3 separate regions of the Mus musculus genome follow, and regions 1 and 3 are each linked to region 2. A link is a contact called in public HiChIP or PLAC-seq data. All regions are on one chromosome and are shown on one strand. Each heading gives the region's core, a stretch centred on a gene start, on an enhancer-like site or on the middle of the called end of the contact. The rest is flanking DNA. Distances are from core to core; before and after follow the strand shown.

What was found. HiChIP or PLAC-seq counts read pairs in DNA pulled down with a chosen protein or histone mark.
Region 1: a contact with region 2 is called in an HNF4G HiChIP or PLAC-seq map of pancreatic cancer cells. The contact joins two enhancer-like sites. A contact is called at or near these places in 1 of 115 datasets of contacts at active chromatin or transcription factors (pancreatic cancer cells) and 1 of 9 other capture datasets (adipose tissue).
Region 3: an HNF4G HiChIP or PLAC-seq map of pancreatic cancer cells shows a contact between it and region 2. The contact joins two enhancer-like sites. A contact is called at or near these places in 1 of 115 datasets of contacts at active chromatin or transcription factors (pancreatic cancer cells) and 1 of 9 other capture datasets (pancreatic islet).

What each region holds. Positions count from the first base shown.
Region 1 is chr5:53,234,710-53,237,854 of GRCm38.p6, forward strand. All of the region lies in intron 4 of Gm30464 (a long non-coding RNA gene), which reads left to right. Among named protein-coding and RNA genes, the nearest start is that of Gm30519, 11 kb to the right of the region's middle. Within about 2 kb of position 1,577, at least 55 of the 459 cell types and tissues checked have an H3K27ac peak or open chromatin away from gene starts, as enhancers often do. A contact at or near this core is called in pancreatic cancer cells, where this site is marked.
Region 2 is chr5:53,562,431-53,565,887 of GRCm38.p6, forward strand. It overlaps a transcript of Rbpj not described here. Among named protein-coding and RNA genes, the nearest start is that of Gm40304, 17 kb to the left of the region's middle. Within about 2 kb of position 1,996, at least 49 of the 459 cell types and tissues checked have an H3K27ac peak or open chromatin away from gene starts, as enhancers often do. A contact at or near this core is called in pancreatic cancer cells, where this site is marked.
Region 3 is chr5:53,951,739-53,955,093 of GRCm38.p6, forward strand. No RefSeq gene overlaps it. Among named protein-coding and RNA genes, the nearest start is that of Gm40305, 26 kb to the left of the region's middle. Within about 2 kb of position 1,688, at least 36 of the 459 cell types and tissues checked have an H3K27ac peak or open chromatin away from gene starts, as enhancers often do. A contact at or near this core is called in pancreatic cancer cells, where this site is marked.

The sequences.
Region 1 (3,145 bases), core at 327-2,826, 330 kb before region 2:
GTAAGAGGCAGGTAGGAATATATCAAGTCTCTTTCCCAGCCTGGAGGTGGAGGATGTGGGGTCCATCAGGGACACTATTCCTTGGGGATTGTGGCAAATATAAGCACCAGACATGTGTTTTCATAAAGATGGGGATGTGGGGGAAACAGAAGGCAGAGAGCAGAGCTGGCTAAGAGGCAGCCCATGACATGCACACACTAGCCCACATATTTTAGGTATGGTTGCATGACTAACAACATAACCACCTAGCCATCTTCAGCATCCCCAGAAATGACAACAGCCTGGCCAGATCTGTCTGGTTTGGGTACTCACTCTCTCTTTTCTGGACATGTTCCATCTACCACTGACTTCACCAACCTGTCAGAATTGACCACTTCATTAAGGCAGCAATATGAGGGGCTTAGTGCACACCTTTAGTCTTAGCATTCAGGAGGCAGAGGCAAGCGGGTTTCTGTCAGCCAGAATTACATAGCAGGCTACCCAGAGGTCCACAGTGAGTCCTTGTCTCAAAAAAGAAAAAGAAAAAGAAAAAAAAAAGGATAGGAAAGCTGCTACAAACATTTCTAGTTCAATCAAAAAGGCAAAAATGACCTTGACCTTGGAAAATGAAAACGCAATCCTCAGCAAAGTATCTCATTAAATCACAAATACCTTGGATCTTGTTTATTAGTCTCCATTGCAAATACCAAGCTCAGCAGTAAATCAGCCATAGCAGTAGCCAGGTATCCATGTGTCCCAATAAAACTTTATTTACAAGAACAAACAGTGGTCCAAATGTGATCCATTAGCTTTAGTTTGCAGAGCCCTGCTCTGAGGTGCAGCCATATTTAGGACTGAGCAAACACTGTTTGGGAAGTGGGTTAATTTCCTGAGACCTTGAAACAAACGTCAGAGACAACACCAGGTAGCACACTTGATGTGCATCCCACTGAGTGGCTCTTCTCTGCTCTCAGAGGCCTTCGGAAGCACCCTTCACCTGAGAACTTCCTGGGCTTGCATTCACATTGAGCCCCGCCTCTTTCCCAGCCTGCCCCCCTTGCCTCTGTAGCACACACCACGCTGGCCTGGCCCCAGCACTCTGTGTCTGCTGTGGGTGCAGGGCCATGCCTCTGACCTCTTCCCTACACTGCTGCCCCTCCCCCAGGAATCCCTCTTTCCTGCTACCAGATGGGCTTTGTCTTTCAAGAGATCCTTCAAGAGTCTCTGCCTAAAAAAAAAAAATAAAATAAAATAAAATAAAATAAAAAAAAAAAAAAGAGTCTCTGCCTTCAATTTTATTTTTCCTGCCGCAGGTAACTCTAGGCTGGGATGGTATCCTTTCCATATTCCCACAGCCCTTTGAACAGACGCACACTTCATCAATATAGCTTCAGCAACCTTTTCCCAATTTATCTCTAATGGCTTAACCTTATCGGGTGTAGTAGGTTTTGGGTTTTTTTTTTTTTTTGGTTTTTTGGTTTTGTTTTTAATCTGCTGCTTCCTTGCTAGGTTGTGAACTCCTTTCCAATGCAGGCTATGCCTTGTTAATCTTTGTTTACTCCGGGGTTAGCTTTGGATCTGGTGTGGAGAGGCAGCTGAGCCCATGTTTGCAGACTTGTTTAGCTCACTGCAGAGCCTGGTGGAGCTGGGGCCACTGGGGCTCTGTGGTATGAGTCACAGCTTCCACTGTCTGCTGTGTTCACGAGACACTTCCAGCGAGTTAATAGGCAAGTCTTCCCGACAAGGCGTTTGGGAACTGTTCACAAATGATAGAATATTAAAATCAAATCAAGTTCAAAGGTAAATATACAAATCTCTATTCCACCTAGGTTCTATATGCATCCTACGCATCCTTCAAATCTCTCTCTCTCTCTCTCTCTCTCTCTCTCTCTCTCTCTCTCTCTCTCTCACACACACACACACACACACACACACACACACACACACACACAATATTATTGTTCTAGTTGGTTCAACCACTGTGTGCTTTTGGCAAATACATTTTCTCTTTCGTAGGAATCTCATGAAAATCTCATTCTCATATTAGATATGGGACCATTGTGCATAGACTTTATAAAAGCTTTGTGGATTTATCTCCAGTTCCATTCAGAACACCAACAGGATGGTTTATGTGGAGAAAACCCAGCAATCTCCACGTGTGGCTACAGTTTTCCAAAGTGCCAGCTGGACGCTTCCTCTAGTCAAATCCAGGCAAAAATAGAGGCCACCACATGGCAAGTGTCCCCAGCCCTACCTCTTTATTGTTTATTTGGGGTAAAGGGTAAATCTGTGTGTGAGGCTACACATGTGAAGTTGGTCGTTGACCGCTGCCACGTCACTGGGTTTTCTGTAGTGTTGGTTTCTAGAATTCTCTTAGTCTAGAAAGGAGTGCACAGGACAAGCAGGTAGGGTGGGGCGGGGGGTGGGGCGGGGGCGGGGGGGGGGGCAGGGTAGGAAGCATATATGTAGTTCTGAACTACACATAGCCTCACCCCACAAGTTAAATAGGGGCTACTTCACAACCTTCAACTGTCATTCTTTAGCTTTGTTCTTGCGGGGTGGTGGTCAGGGTCCGTGGCTCATCTATATGCTTGCACATGGTATCTTATAGCAGGCACAGGCCTGAGGACACCCAAGACAAACATCCCCAGCGCTTGGCATATCCAGAACCTCCAGCACCCTCCATTTCTCAGGAAACGCCAATGACTCCTTTCTCCTCATCTATCTCAGGGATTCTGGGGGACCGAGTCTATGAGAATCCTCTCGGCTTTCAGGGTTCAGCTCAGTCGTCACTCAGTTAAACAGTGACATGTCATTTCTTCCCTCCTCTTGGTCCTTCTGGCCAGCTTCCCTTGCTCCACTAAAACTTTCCAAGGCAGATCTCCACCTGTTCTCATAGCAAAGCTCAAGGCCAGGGAGGCCCTAAATAGAGAGGATGCTTGCTTGAGATTATGTCTTTTGTGTTTGGCTCCTCTCCTCTGGGTCCCGGCTCAGCAGGGCATAAATAGATAATCAAAGGTTTTTTGTGTTTTGTTTTCTTTACTCGCCCTGGTAGGAATTCTATAGTCAGAGGCAGAGTCTTTGCTTGACTTTGTTTCTTTAAACTTTCTAGATTGCACTGAGTATTCCTCTGATTTTATTTGGAAATGTTTAAACCTAAGCCTAA
Region 2 (3,457 bases), core at 746-3,245:
CCTGGCTCCCAGGCTAGTTCGTGCCAGCAGCTGCCAGAATAATGCTCTAGTCCCTTCCATGGAGTCACCTATAGTCTTCTAAGGACCAGTTGATATCTTACACCATGGTCATGAATTCCCTCATGTTGCCAAAACTGTCACTGATGACTAAAATGCTAAGCAATTGGTGGTGCAAAAAGCACTGTTAGTGACCATGACTCACACATTTTAGATATGGGCATCAATCAGCTTAGGGGCAGAAATGTTGGACCTTTGGGTCCATGCTTTCAAGTGAGTCCAGCTTTCACGGTTGTAGTAGAAATGCCAGAGATCCCTCCAATATATTCAGCACTGGCATCCTCCCATTTGATGAAGGCAGGGCCTTCTTAAAGATGAACATAAGTTTTCTATTGACAGCCAGGCGGTGGTGGTACACGCCTTTAATCCCAGCACTCGGGAGGCAGAGGCAGGTGGATTTCTGAGTTCGAGGCCAGCCTGGTCTACAAAGTGAGTTCCAGGACAGCCAGGGCTACACAGAGAAACCCTGTCTCGAATAAAAAAAAAAAAGTTTTCTACTGACGAGATAGATGTCCCATTCTCAGCCTTGGCTGTGCCATTACACTCACTATTGGTGGAATCACACTAGAATAGTATATCATGCAATTGCTATCAATGAAAGATCACTGATGACCACAATATCTTCTGGCTACCAACTCCCGTTCTGGACAAATCAACTGCTCTGATCTTGGAAGAAAGCTGCAGGACGTGAAAAGATGTGATTGTCTGTCAATCAGGGCATGGTGGTGAGGCATGACTCATATTTTTGAAAGATCATCCCAGATGACCTGGTGATCTGGGATAGTTGACACACACACCTATGATCCCAGAACTGAGAAGCTGAAGTCAGAGAATTGAGAGTTTCAGGCTAAGCTGTGTTAGCAGTAAGGCCCTATTTCCAAAAGACCAAACAAGCAGACAAAAGCAGGTGTGCTATGAAAGGTGGACTGCAGGAGAAGAAGATAGAAGACTAGAGTGGAAGGGTAAGGGCTGCTCAACCAGGTCTACACCCAAGGCGTGATGCTGCAGAGCTTTGCCCATGGCATGAAACTAGAAGGACGGCATAATTACATAATGACAGTAGCTCATTGCACTCCCAAAAGGCTTATCAGACGAGGATAATTGAGAAAATGGCTTCTTCCCACTTAGCACCATTATCAGAGCACCTGAATTAACGAGCCCAGTAAATCCAGAAAGACAAATGGAGCCAGCGCTCCTTCCTCCAGGAAAGTCTTTCCGATGCGTTGAAGGCTGCTTTTACAGGAACCGTCTGAGCCCTAGAATTGGCAGTTTCAGTAACTCCACCCGTAGACCAGAAAAAGTGAGTAACATTTAGCAAAGTGATCTCCCACTGTAGTTATAGGAATGCAAGGTTGTCAAGTCCAACCTGCCTGGCTTCTGGAAGGGCTGCTACTCCCAACCCCCTTTATTTAGAGCACTAAGTAGCTGAGAGGAGACCTTAGCATAAAACTCCACTGTTGAAGCTAAGCTTGGGATTGCTGCTGGTGTTCTTATTTTAGGACTGTGTTAAGCTCAAAACTAGTCAATAGTTTAGCAAAGAAGGGTAGTATTTATTTCCTAATGTTTTATAAAGGCTTTGAGGATTCTTGTCAGAGAGGAACAGCTAAATATGTCCACCTGATATGATAGCAAATGTCTTATTTTATTAAACATTAAATTGTTTTATTATTTTATTGTTTTTATCCTATTTTTTTCCTAAGTAGAGCATTTTCCTTTGTACCTAAGAGGAACAGTATTTGCAGTGGTCCTCTACAACACCCTCTCTGATGATCAAGGTCAAAAATCAAATAAGCCCTCAATTCGGAGGCTGTAAGTCATTCTGTTAACAAGAAACAGCCATTGCAAAGCACTCTGTCGCTTTCCAGGTTGGAGTATCAGTCAGACAGAGACTCAATGCAATCGCTTCTTGGCGGACTCTGCTGCCCGAATGTAAGCTGTGTTCTGTGGGCAACCGTCTGCTTATTTTCTTTTCTGGACAAGTGGTTAGCCCATGTTGGATATCCTGTGTTTATGGAATTCCAGAAAGGCTATGTCATAGAAATCGCTGGTGTGCGCGTGCGAACGTGCGTCCGATTTATGGAGAGAAAGTAAACCGAAACAGCTTGTGGAGAAATCCACCCGAAAGCAGTGGCTGAGGTGCCCCTCAGAGATGCGGGGAGAAATCCAGCCGAAAGCGGTGGCCGAGGTGCTCCTCAGACCGGGGCCTTCATTTCCAAGGGCTTTATCCACTATGGTACCTTACCTCATAAGTACCAAGAAGTAAACAATAGATCCAAACGTCAAAGGCTGAGGTGCCCAGCAGAAAAATCATGAAAGCCAGACACATCACTTTATTGTCTATCATTCGTAACACACACACACCAAACAAAAAAAAACCCAAAAAAATAAAAAATACTTCAAGTTGTACTTAAATACAAGAAACCTTAATTTATATTTAAAAGTTGAAATTTTCCCATAAAATCTCAGACAGACGGTTAGAATTAGCATCAGCTTAGAAAATAAACAAAGACATAAGGGACAAGTCTAGGATTGAACAGAAAAGAAGGAATCCTAGAAAAGCTTTTATAATTTAGCTTTTCTTTTCCAACTTCTGAATGAGTTCTGTTCCACTGTTCATTTCAATAAGCTTGACTTTGTGTGAGGAGAGAGATGCAATCTTGGAGTTCAGGGGTTTTGTCTGTGATTTTAACGCCACGATTCACACAGGCACTAAAGAAACTGTTTGTTCTGGTTCCTATAAACTCACTTAATGTTTTAATTCACCTGAACCAACAACCGAATGCCACAGGCCATTTCGAAACAACTTTCCCTCATCATTCAAGGTAGCATGTGCTTTTCATAGTCTTTCAAATACTGATCCCTGAAACAAAACCAAAAACATACCTTTGCCCTGTTTTCTATTCACTGTTCACCGCTGTAATGTAAGTAAGCCCTCTTTGGGGGGGGGGGGGGGAATGCAAAAATGAAGTTTAACCCACAATTGAGTCTTACATCCTGTGGTCTTGGAATTTTAAAATTTCATTCAAAACACACATTATAAACAAACTCTCCCAAATGACCATCTCGAGAGGAATGTGGCAGAAATCCAGAAACAATTGTAATATTTGGACCAAGCATGAGCATAAATAGCCAGTGTGTGTTTTCATGAGGGGGATTATGGCTTGTTTCACAAACCCTACAGGGGATTTGTAGATGGGCAGAGCTCAATTCCATGTCGGTTGAGTGTCTCCAGAAGAAAACAATCCCTTGACAGTCAGTGAAGATGAGCTATTAAAAAGGCTCTCTTTGTTTGTTGGAAGCAGTGGTGTGTGTGTATGTGTGTGTATGTGCATGGGTGTGTGTGTGTGAAATTCACGCCAGGAGCCTTTCACACGCTAGGTGAACACCCTACCACTGAACC
Region 3 (3,355 bases), core at 438-2,937, 390 kb after region 2:
CCAAATACTAATAACTTCCCACTACACACCTATTGACTGCAAAGAAGAAACCAATTTTGCAAAGCCACTATAGGACTGAATCCCCCCAAACAAGTGATCAAAGCTATTTATTTACTTGACAATGATAAAAACTGACCCTAGTACATATGGGACTGCGATTTCTTTGCTAAAGCTAAGTACTCTGGATCCAATCAGAAAAACCACCAAGCAACCACAGGCTGAGAACACTGAAGATAATGTTAGACCCATTCTCTCTGCAAGTACCCATGATATGAAAAATAAGCATTGGGGGACTGGGCCAGAATGGAAAAGAACAGGCTAGAAAACACAGATTCATGCATCTAAGATTCTATGCTTATAAAGGACATTAGTGAAAAACTTGCCAAAATCTAGAATAGACCTATTGACTGAAAAACATGTATCAAAGTTAATGTCCAGACTTTGACCATTAGTCATATTTTGTTGTTGTTTTCAGCACAGTGATACACCACCAAAGTGACTAATCCTTTTAGCTTGCCTGGGATAGTGACACTTCCTGATACAGGACTTTGGAGGACTTGCCACGTAAATGGCAATGGGCTTCTCAAAAGGTTCAGAAGCAAGATGTGTGATATGTATCTGCAAGGGGGTAAAACAAAGTTAGTAAATGTTAACACTTGATACATAGTAAAATAGCCATACTATTTCAGTAGCTTTTCCATATCTGAAATTATACTAAAAATAAAAGCAGGAAGGAAAAGAGTTCAATACTCTGTCAAGAAACGTCCTCCGAAGCCAATAAAAATATGCTCTTTGCATCACGGCCCTCAGCAGCCATAAAAAGAGCCACATTGTGTCTCATTCTTGCAAAGCCAAGCATCGCTCAAATACCACAGATCCTCCACCCCACAAGCCACACCCCTGCATCATCCGAGCTCAAATGAGAGGGGCTTCTATCAGAAGACCATATTTTGAGACCTCAAAGTAAGAGATTAGTCAGAATATGATTGACAGTCAACTATTAGTTAACCACTGATTGTATGTTGGTCACTTTTTCTTCGGAGAAAAACACTCAAGTTTCACTACCGCCACCATGTAGAGAGTGTTAATAGTCTTCTTGAAGGGAAGAAGGGGGTGGAAACACGTCATTAGGAAGTTACATCAGTTGGCCAAGGATACACGGCTGCAGAGCAAACAGGGTGAGATCTCAAACCAGCTGGAAATAATGGAAGACAGCACAAATGGCCACCACTGGGGACAGCGAAACCTGCTGTTTGTCCTTCCCTGGAGTTGCATAGCAAGGAACCGTTTAAGAGGCAGAGGCACCCAGAGCTCCCAGGAACTAAAACCACCAACCAAAGAGTTGATCCATGGCTCCAGCCGCATACGTATCAGAGAATGGCCTTGTCGGACATCAATGGGAGGAGAGGCCCTTGGTTCTGGGAAGGCTCGATGCCCCAGTGTAGGGGAATGCCAGGGCTGGGAGACAGGAGTGGGTGGGTGGGTGAGCACCTCATAGAAGCAGGGGGAGGGAGAATGAGATAGGGGGTCTCTGGAGGGGAAACTGGGAAAGGGGATAACATTTGAAATGTGAATAAATAAAATACCCAGTAAAGAAAAAAAAAAGAGGGAGAGGCAGGATTATCTCAATGATACATTGTTGAGTCAAAACAGCTAAGCTCAGCTGGCTGTGGTCTTTGAATTCCTCTCTGCCTGAGTCATGTGTAATTTCCATAAATGTGTGTGTACAAGTAAATGCATACACACAGCTTTGCATTACCAGAGAGGTCAAGGACAAAGTCTCTTAAACTTTACAGTTCATAAGAACCACTTGGAAAATATTAATGGTTAATAATAATGATGATGATGATGATAAAACAAAAAAAATGTGTATTTACGATCAGGGGCCCCTGAGCACTTAGAACCTTAAAATACTCACAAATCATGCTATATCAGCTGATTTCACCTTAGAGAAGAGGAAGGTCACCTTGACAGCATTTTAAGTTTCTAAAAAATCATCTCTATTGTATAGAAAAGCAAGCTAGAAGGTGAGTAAGTTACCTCAAGGCTAAGTCCTGCAGGAAAGCATCCCCCTCCCGGATGTTGGACACAGATGTGGTAGGTGAGGCTCCAGGCTCTAGGTCACTTGCACACAGCCCATCTAGGAGAGTAAGTAGCTATGGTGTCTGGGCAGATGTCAATGGTAGGCAGACAAACTAGACAGGCAGAGCCAGGGTGTGGCCTCCTCACACACCCACTGGCAACAAGGCCCTAGAGACCTGCAATAACTAGCTGGCCTCTTGTGTCTGCAGTAACCAGCTGGCCTCTTGTGTCGGCAGTAACTAGTTTCCTCCTTGTGTTTGTGAGCAACTTGCTTTCTTCACTGAATGCACACATATTCTTCCAACCCAGCAGGCCTGGAGGCTCCAGGTACCAGGCATGACCTAGGTGGGAGACAGAAAGTCTCCTCATCTAGACCCGGATGCTGCAGTCATAAGATCCTTCAGGGTTAGCCTGGAAATGAGGTCCTGTCGCACCTTTGCCTCTGGTGGTGTCTAGTCTCACAGAGTGCTTGGCTCCTTACAGGGACTCCTAGCTACACTGGTTTACCCAGTCTGCTTCCCAGACACCTCTAATTTTATCAGACACACCTCTCGGCCTCAATCACTCAGCTCCAACTCTCCTGCCCTGCCCTCTTGCTGCTCCTCAGACTTCCAAACGCGTCATGACTCAGAGGCTCTCTGTCTTCCCTTCCCTCTACCTGGAATGCTTTCCGCCCGTCTCACATACCTGCATGACTTTTTTCTGTAGTCAAATTTAATTTCTTGCACAAGGAGGATGCTATGGTCCTCTGTCCACCTCTGCTCCCACACCCGCAAGTGGAAACAGCAACTCTCATTCCTTTTGTTTTCCCCGCATTGCTTTCATCTCCGTTCTAACCCCACCTCTCTAACTTAACTTTCTAACCCAACCTAGCTAGGCCAGTGCAGAGCTCATCTGGCTATGGTGTTTGCTCCATTGAACTGTAAGCACCATCAGTTCTGGGATCTACTTGTTTTTAGAGTTGTGCTTTCAGTGTCCAGAGGATCTCCTGGTATTTAACAGAGGACAGGGAAGTCTGTTTCCTGCACGTGAGCTGGGACCATTCTCCTTAGGTTTCTATGCATCCAGCCTCTGCGTTGAATTTGTGTAGACAGGCGCTGAGTCCCAGTGTGGTCCATGGAGAAAGGGCTTTTGCCAGGAAATGGAGGCGTCCTAGACGTCCATCAATAGATGAATGAATAAAGAAAATGTGGTTCATGTACACAATGAAATTTTATTCAGCTATAAAGATAAAAGGAAAGTGTGACATTTGTCAGAAAATAGAGGGAACTAG